Regions from separate parts of the Mus musculus genome. Here all the other regions are linked to region 1. The links are chromatin contacts, called in public ChIA-PET and promoter capture Hi-C maps. All regions are on one chromosome and are shown on one strand. Each heading gives the region's core, a stretch centred on a gene start, on an enhancer-like site or on the middle of the called end of the contact. The rest is flanking DNA. Distances are from core to core; before and after follow the strand shown.

Evidence for each region. Promoter capture Hi-C pulls out the DNA fragments that hold promoters and counts their contacts. ChIA-PET counts read pairs in DNA pulled down with a chosen protein or histone mark.
Region 2: an RNA polymerase II ChIA-PET map of effector CD8 T cells shows a contact between it and region 1, with 13 read pairs. The contact joins the enhancer-like site here to the promoter of Fam168b in region 1. A contact is called at or near these places in 1 of 484 Hi-C or Micro-C datasets (the HPC-7 cell line), 6 of 115 datasets of contacts at active chromatin or transcription factors (bone marrow-derived macrophages, effector CD8 T cells, large pre-B cells and 3 more) and 1 of 9 other capture datasets (liver).
Region 3: a contact with region 1 is called in a promoter capture Hi-C map of neural stem cells. The contact joins the promoter of Amer3 here to the promoter of Fam168b in region 1. A contact is called at or near these places in 3 of 39 promoter capture datasets (cranial neural crest, embryonic stem cells and neural stem cells), 3 of 484 Hi-C or Micro-C datasets (all in embryonic stem cells) and 1 of 9 other capture datasets (pancreatic islet).

What each region holds. Positions count from the first base shown.
Region 1 is chr1:34,841,789-34,844,328 of GRCm38.p6, forward strand. Fam168b (family with sequence similarity 168, member B) reads right to left here and starts at 1,262. Exons shown (of 7, transcript NM_174997.2): 1 at 1,040-1,262.
Region 2 is chr1:34,509,621-34,512,160 of GRCm38.p6, forward strand. No RefSeq gene overlaps it. Among named protein-coding and RNA genes, the nearest start is that of 4930568A12Rik, 12 kb to the left of the region's middle. Within about 2 kb of position 1,276, at least 102 of the 459 cell types and tissues checked have an H3K27ac peak or open chromatin away from gene starts, as enhancers often do. A contact at or near this core is called in the HPC-7 cell line, effector CD8 T cells, memory CD8 T cells and 2 more, where this site is marked.
Region 3 is chr1:34,578,413-34,580,952 of GRCm38.p6, forward strand. Amer3 (APC membrane recruitment 3) reads left to right here and starts at 1,281. Exons shown (of 2, transcript NM_213727.2): 1 at 1,281-1,354.

The DNA of each region.
Region 1 (2,540 bases), core at 12-2,511:
TAACAGCAGCCAGCGGTTTCCTCCTCCTTCCTGGGTTCCAGGCACTGGCCTTATACAGACGGTCACTTCCACCCTTAGGGGCAGGAGGTCAGGAGAAGGGCAATTCTATCAACCGCTTCTCAACACCTCCTAGGTGAATGCAGAGACAAGCAACTCAAAACCCTGAAGCCCCCGCCTACTAGACCTTAACTTTCATTTGGTTCTGGTTACAATTAATTTTAACACCCGTAAAGCTTTTCTCACATGTCAAAACATTCCAAAAATGCTGCACGAGTAAACTACAGACACTACCGAAAAAAAAAAAATGAGCCAGCTTTATACAAAGACTAAAGAAAGCAAGCCCTTCAACGATTTCCACCACAGTAGCTTCGGCATTAGGAAAGGTGGCCTAGATTTCTCAAATCTTGGCTGTCAAAGGGAAAACCACTCATTAGCCTTTGACCTACCGAAGTTTTAAAGGCCGTCCTAATTACTTGCACCAGAACTACTCTAATTTAAAATCTTGTCATACTACAGAAAATCATCTCATCTTACACAAGGCGAAGTGGAGAGTTTAAGGCATAGGAACTGCCCAAACCTTTTTTTCTTTTTTTAAATTTTTTTTAAATGTAAGGTGTGTATGCGCACATGTGAACCTTTTCACTAGCAAACCTCCTTGCACGCAGAACACTCCAAGATGTTTACGTGAGTGCTTAAAACAATCAGCTCAGACAATGCAGGAGATACCACGAGAGAGAACACCCAGCCGAGGACGCGCTGGCAGGTCGTCCTTCTCTTTTTTCAGATGAACCTGGGCCACGGCCCGGAACGTCCTTCCTTTGCTAAGGTACCCTCCGAAGCCCACGTTTTCCAGCGAGAGGGGGATCGCCGGGTCTGCGGCGGCCCCGCGACCTTCCCGCCCCGCCCCCCGGCCCGCCGCGGACAAAGCGGCGCCCCTGCTCCCCGCGCGGCCCGACCAGGCGCTGCACAAAGCGCCGCACTTCCGGCCCGCGCCCGCCCGCCCGCCCCGAGCTGCCGCCCCCATGCTTCCCGTACTCACGGTGGCCTGAGCCTCCGGGACCGGCGCGCGCCGGCCCGAGCCGGCACGGCGTGGGGCTCGGCGACGGGCAGTGCCCAGACGACGCTCGGTTGCGGCCGACCGCTAGGCCCGCGCTGCCTCCCGCCCGCCCGCCAGCCTCGCCGCGGCCCCCGCTCCCGCCGACGCTGCGCAGACACCGCAGCCCACGACCTCACTTCCGCCCGCCGCGCGCCAGCCGGGGGCGCGCCGGGCACGTGACGCAGCTGCGCGCGCGCGCCCCGAGAGGCTTGCGCGAGATGCCCGGATGCTAGGACGCGCGCCTAGACTGCGAGCCTCCGCTCAAGCTCCGGCTAAAACCGGGCTGCAAACATCCTTGTAGAAAGTAGTTATGGCCCGTTGTAAGCATTTCCCCTGTTTTGTCCTTGTTTGGTTTTGGACCAGGATGGCCTTGAATTTACAGCTCTTCCTGCATCTACCTCTAGAGTACTGGCCTTAAAGCGACAGCCACCGAGCACAGTCCTAAGATTTTATTTTTAATATGCGTGTAAGTGTGTAGCTGTGTGTGGGGTTGTTCACAAGAGTGCTGGCATGTGATCCTCTCTAGCTGGAGTTACAGGGGATTTCTAGCTTTCCTACGTGCGGTGGTGATGGAAACTTCTCTGAGCCATCTCTGGGATTCCCCACCCCCCTTTAAAAAGATGTATTCGTTTTGTGTGTGAGTGTTTCGCCTGCAAGAATGTGTGTTCACTGCCAAGTACCTGCTTAACGCCTACAGAGGTCAGAAGAGGGAGTTACAGATGTTTATGAACCATTCTGTGAATTGAACCCAGGTGCTCTATAAGAGCAAGCAGCAAACATAGCCTTTAACCCCAACATTTGGGACGCAGAGGCAGGGGGATCTCTAAGTTAGAGGCCAACTTGGTCTAAGGATTGATATCAGCCAAGGCTATGCAGAAAAATTCTGTCTAGAGAAGAAAAATAATCACTGAGGCATCTCTCCACCCTCTTTTCTTTTTGATCTTTCAGTTCCAAGGCCACCAAAAAGATTTTTACCCCGGTAAGCTTGCATCTGTCACAGAGCTAAGAAATAACAAGCACTTAGAGCAAGCCCCAAACCACACTGGCTTCACAAAACAGAAAAGTCAACATCAAGTATGCATGCTAGGAAATGTTTGGGAATAGAGAATAGTAAAAAAGGGGCAGTTAAGCTTCCTATCAGATATGAAAGCATATTTAAAGGCTGCAGCCGATAAGCTCACTAGTGCACAAATAATGAACCAATGGAATGTAATGGGAAATCCAGAAGTATACTAAAACAATTGGGAGAAGTTGACATCTAATAAAATATTTCATATCACTAGGTGCTATTATTTGGATCTTAAAGGTTCAAAAAAAAAATCTACATGTTGATGTCTTGGCTGCTAGCCTGAGAGCTGACACTGTGTATGCTACACAGACTCAGAGATTTGCCTGCCTCTGCCCTTAAGTGCTGGGATTAAGGACATGTGCCACCATGCCTGGC
Region 2 (2,540 bases), core at 26-2,525, 330 kb before region 1:
GAGTGAGATAGAGAGAGAAGTAGAAGAGTAGAAGCCAGCCATGAGCATGTGGAGAGAGAGCGGGGAGGGGCGAGGAGACAGAGTGGGAGCAGGAAGGCAAGAGCAAGAGAGAGAGGAGGGGGCAAGCAGCCCCCTTGATAGTGAGTCAGGCATACCTGGCTAGTGCCAGGTAACTGTGGGGTGGAGCTTAGACATAAGTAATTCAGGCTTTTTAAGTGGAAATAATAATAATAATAATAATAATAATAACTATTATTATTATTATTATTATTATTATTATTATTATTATTATTATTATAGTGATAACACTCATTCTTCACTTAAGGCTTTATCCTAATTAATGAGTGACCATAAAGCTGTCGGTGATGAGTGTCTCTTTCTGCCCAGTGCTCTGGCTCCACTGCCAGAGAAATGAAAACACTACTTAAAATTCAAATTAAAGATCCCAAAATGGCTTAGAGGGCACACATAAGGGAAGAATAATTTGAAAAACATTTTTATTGGGTTGGTGTTGAGGCAGACCAGCGGCTCACATGTCTGGGTTCTAGCCTGGGAGGCATCTTGGAATCTGAAAGAAAAGAGGGAACTAGGCGGTGTGAGAAAGGATGGAACCAAGACATCAGACTGATCAAGGTTACTATTCGGAGACATGGGGTTATGAAGAAGGGGGAGGGGCCCATTCCCACCAAATCATCCTTGGAGTCCAGTTTCAGGCGACCACGTGTTGGCTCCAGAACAGCTAGGCGACAGGCAGTATCAGTGGGAGTGGCAGAACGACAGGGTGGCAGGCTTCACCCCCATGATCTTCTAGCGCTAACAGTCAAACCTGACCAGTCAGATTTCAGGCTGGGCGGGGGGGGGGGGGGGGGGGGGCGAGGTTACAGGTTTTAGTGGAATGGTTATAGTAGGTTGGTTTTTGTGGCTTGTTTTTAGTGGGTTGCTGATATAATTCTTGCTTAGTGCTCACCAGGACCCAGCACTCCCCAGCACACCAGACAATAGGACAGGAGGGAGGGTGAACGCCACACTTCTTGACTGTGGAACAGAAACCTTCCACCCCCAGGGCAGTGGTTCGCTCTCACTGGTCTTTTCTAAGCATGCCTCTCTCCACCAGCCCTGCCGCGGCTATGATTACCAGAGGAAACCAACCTTGTTCACCAGATCTACATGCCAGAACCTCGAACTCAAATTAACTTCCGTTCCCTAAAACCACCCTGCCACAGTTCCTGTGCCTCAGCCACAGGGCAAGCTGTCAGTTGTCAGCGTAGGAGTCCCAAATGCACAACAACTTGTTCTGTTTTGGTTCTGCCTTAAGGAGGGGGAGTAAGGGGTGGGGAAGAGGAGGAAGTGGGAAGGGGGTAGGGGAGAAGGAGGGAAGGAGGGAGAGAGGGAGGGAGGGAGAGAGGGAGGGAGAGGGAGAGAGGGAGAGGGAGAGAGGGGGAGGGACAGGGACAGGGACAGGGACAGGGACAGGGACAGGGACAGGGACAGGGACAGGGAGAGAGAGATGGGAAGAGTGTGCAGAGCTCATGATGAAGTTCTGGCCTTCCCTGACCTGGTCAAACAGTAGGAGCTTTCACCCTATAGGATCCCGTGAACCAACAGGGTGCAAGGGTGCACAGATAACCCTCAGCCACTGGAGGGCGCTGTTGATCAGCTCTATTGGCAGCCTCAGGCAGTGGGGGATTGAATCTCAGTCCCACCACCTGATTTATTCTAACCCCTAACGTGGGTCCCCAGCCACCTGTAGAGGGGTATATGGACCCTTGTTACCAGGTATGCAGCAGGCACAGTGAGGCATACTGTAGGAAAAAGCAGCAAGATTCCGTGTGGACTAATTCAACTGGAGTTTAGAGATAAAATTAGGGAAAAGGAAGGTCTGGCTGTATTAAAAATAGCTCAACCAGTAATATTGTTATGGAGTTTGTGACCCCTGGGAAAAGTCCATAGACTCAATCCAACTTTAATTAAAAGGTTTATTGATTAGCTGCTAACAGGACAAACCATCTCTGAGCCACATTTGAGCTTGCCAGGGCAGAGGGTTATGGGGAAGACTTTCAACGATCTGGGTATCTGCAAGTTACAGAAGCAAAAAATAAATAAATAAATAAATAAATAAATAAATAAAAAATAAAAAAATAAAAAAGCACTTAGTCATATCATAATAAGTAGATAGTGATGGCTATATATTTTTGGGTGGGGGGGGTCACTGAGTCGGGGTTACTGGGAACATAACTTCTAGGGACTGGGGTTTGAGAAAAACAGCTAATGAGAACCAAGATGGATGCCTAACACCAAATGGAGTTTCTTTAGCCATCACAACACTCCCCAATGTTAAGTGAAAAAGTGCCCATGGCTTAGCCCCATGACGACAGTTTTTGGATCTTCAGTTCGAGCTTACTGGATACAAAGAGTAATGGAGAATTACCTAGAAATGAAGCTGGATTTAAACAGTACAGCTTTTCTTGGGCTTCCTTACACCAGGGCTAATGTTTTGGTAATTGTGGAGTGACACTGCCCCCCCCACCCCCACCCCCCAC
Region 3 (2,540 bases), core at 31-2,530, 260 kb before region 1:
TGGTGGGGAGTGTTGGGCAAAAAGAAGATCAGATGATCCTTGGTCAATTAGACCTACCAGACCTACTAAATGATGAGCTTCCCGTCCAGGGTTCAGCAAAAGACTCTCTCCAGAGACATTAACAAAGTAAAACCGTTGAGGCAGACACTCAACCTTTGGCCTCCACAGGCCTATGCCACGCATGCGCATGTGCACACATCCACACAGGGCACACACACACACACACCACACTTAGTGGGAGGTTTGTGTAGAAAGAAGATTCAACCGTGTAGCTCCCCTAGAAATGGGTCATCTCCCTGGCTGGCAGAGAGAAGTTTCAACTGGTTAAGGCTTGCCAAAGCACTGCAGATCAAAAGGTTGGAAAAACCTTGAGTGCGGGACTTTTTAGATGTAGGACAGAGAGGGAGCCTTCTGGCTCAAAGAAGTGCGTGGTCTTTGTCAGTCACCACCCCTCTTATTCCCTGGTTCTCAGCCTAATCCTAACTGGCTCCTTTGCAACTGCTCTTCAGCCTGCTCACACTTGTGACTAGCCCCTTGTTGAGATCAGCCTTTCCCAAACAGAAGCAGTTAGGCTTCCCATCCTTGGCTCCACCCCGGCAGGAGACAAGACCGCCTAAACGCTAGCGGAGTTTCTTTACCCTTTATCCCCACCTGCCAGCTCAGCCCTGGACACTGGACCAGCCTGGGGGGCCCTCGTCCTCAGTTCTGCGGGAGGGGTTCCCCAAATCGTTTCTGTTTGATCTTCAAGACTGCGGCAGGGGGATAGCATCAGCAGACCACACAGTAAGTGCGTGGAAAGGAAATGTCTCTTTTAATTTATGATTTTCTTCCTCCCCACATTGACTTGCTCATTCTTCCAAGCCTTAGAATCCTGAATCTTCAGTAAGACTGCTAGAGAGGCTGTGTGTGACATCGTCTTTTGGAAAGAGCTGGAGTCAGCGGGTCCTGGACCTGCGGGATTCAGGAGGGCGGGGGACCCACACCTGTAGTCTCCGGGTATACGGGGACCCCCGGACTGAGGACCAAAGGGGTTTAGGGATGCAAAACCCACAGCATTATGGGAGCAGCTAGGTGGGCAGAGGGAGAGAGCTAGAACAAAGCCAGCAATTCTGTGTGGCGGCGGCGCAGTGGCGGCTAAGTCTCCTCGCTCCTCCGCTACTCGCCAGCGTCCTCCGGTCACCGCCCTCCCAAGCGCGGCGGAGCCGAGGCTGGTGGTGCGCGCGGGTGCCCGGAGGCCCGCCCCCAACGGCGGCGCGGAACCTGGAGCTGGCCGTGGTGCTGACGCGAGGCTCGGGCGCGCACTCGTTCCTGGCTCGGGCACGGCCGCGCCCTGCGACACTCCCCAGCCCCGGCGGTAAGTGGCTGAGGCCCCGAGAGGCTGCGTTGGTCCCTGCCTCGCTGGTCCTCATCGGGAGCTAGGGGGGACCGGGAAATGTTTGAATGCATTCTCTGTGATGGGTGGGAGAGTGAAGGGGCCCTAGATGGGCACTGCCTCCACTCCGCGGCGCCCAGAGAGGATGCGCGGGGCCTGGAGCTGAGCTCAGTGACTGGGTTAGGTTTAGGTTAGGGAATGCGAAAAACCCTGTCACCGCGACGAGGGGTCTGGGGAAGAACAAGTAAGATTATAGTGGTCCATCTGTCCATTTGGCAGAGCTCTCTAGGAGGACGTGGGCCAGGACCCTCACCCATAGGGCCCATTGTCTCCCCAGTGTGGGAGTGGGTGGTTCTCGCTGCAGATTCTATTTCTGCTTTATTACCATCCCCACCCCCATCCCAGAACACGAGAGCTTTTCCATGTCACTTGGGCCTTCACCACACCAGCAACAAGGCACTCTGCCACAGAGACAAACTACTGCCCCCTAGCCTTTGCTACCTCCTCCCCAACACCAATGAAGTCGCTGGGCAAGGTACCTCATCTAGGGCTGCTCTTCTTTAAATATGACACCTCTTCATACTTAACAGCCCGCTGTGACCTGCTAGGGTTTGGGGGAGGGGAGGGGCGAGCATTTCAAATGCTAAAACTACAGGCCATGTGGTCACTTGTTTTTCTTCTTAATTTTGCTCTATAAGATTTTTTTCCATACTAAAAGAAAAGAAGGTACAGAATTACATTCGGGGGGGGGGAGGGGTTAGAAAATCCGAGATAACTGATCAAAAAATTGTCACTATATGGAAAAAATAGAGAGGTCGCTTCGTGAAGTGTTAATTTTGTAGTAAACTCCTGTCCTGGTGTGCTGAGAGTCAGAAGCAGACACGAACATCTCCATGATCGCCTTTCTGCTGATCTCTGATGTAGTTTCAGATTCACATTCCTTTCCCCCCATTCTCTCTTGTCCCAAGTTTCCACTTTCACCTGTAGCTCCTCACACTCCGTCCAGGGTCCTTGGGTCAGCTATGGCCTCCTGACTGATCTCCTGGCCTGTTCCCATTGCTCTTTCAGTCACCGCTGCATCCATGTTTATATGTCTCTTTTCCTTGGGGCCTTTTGCAGGGTGTGTCCACTGTCTAGAATGCACTTTCTGTGTCTCCTTGGTCTTCTG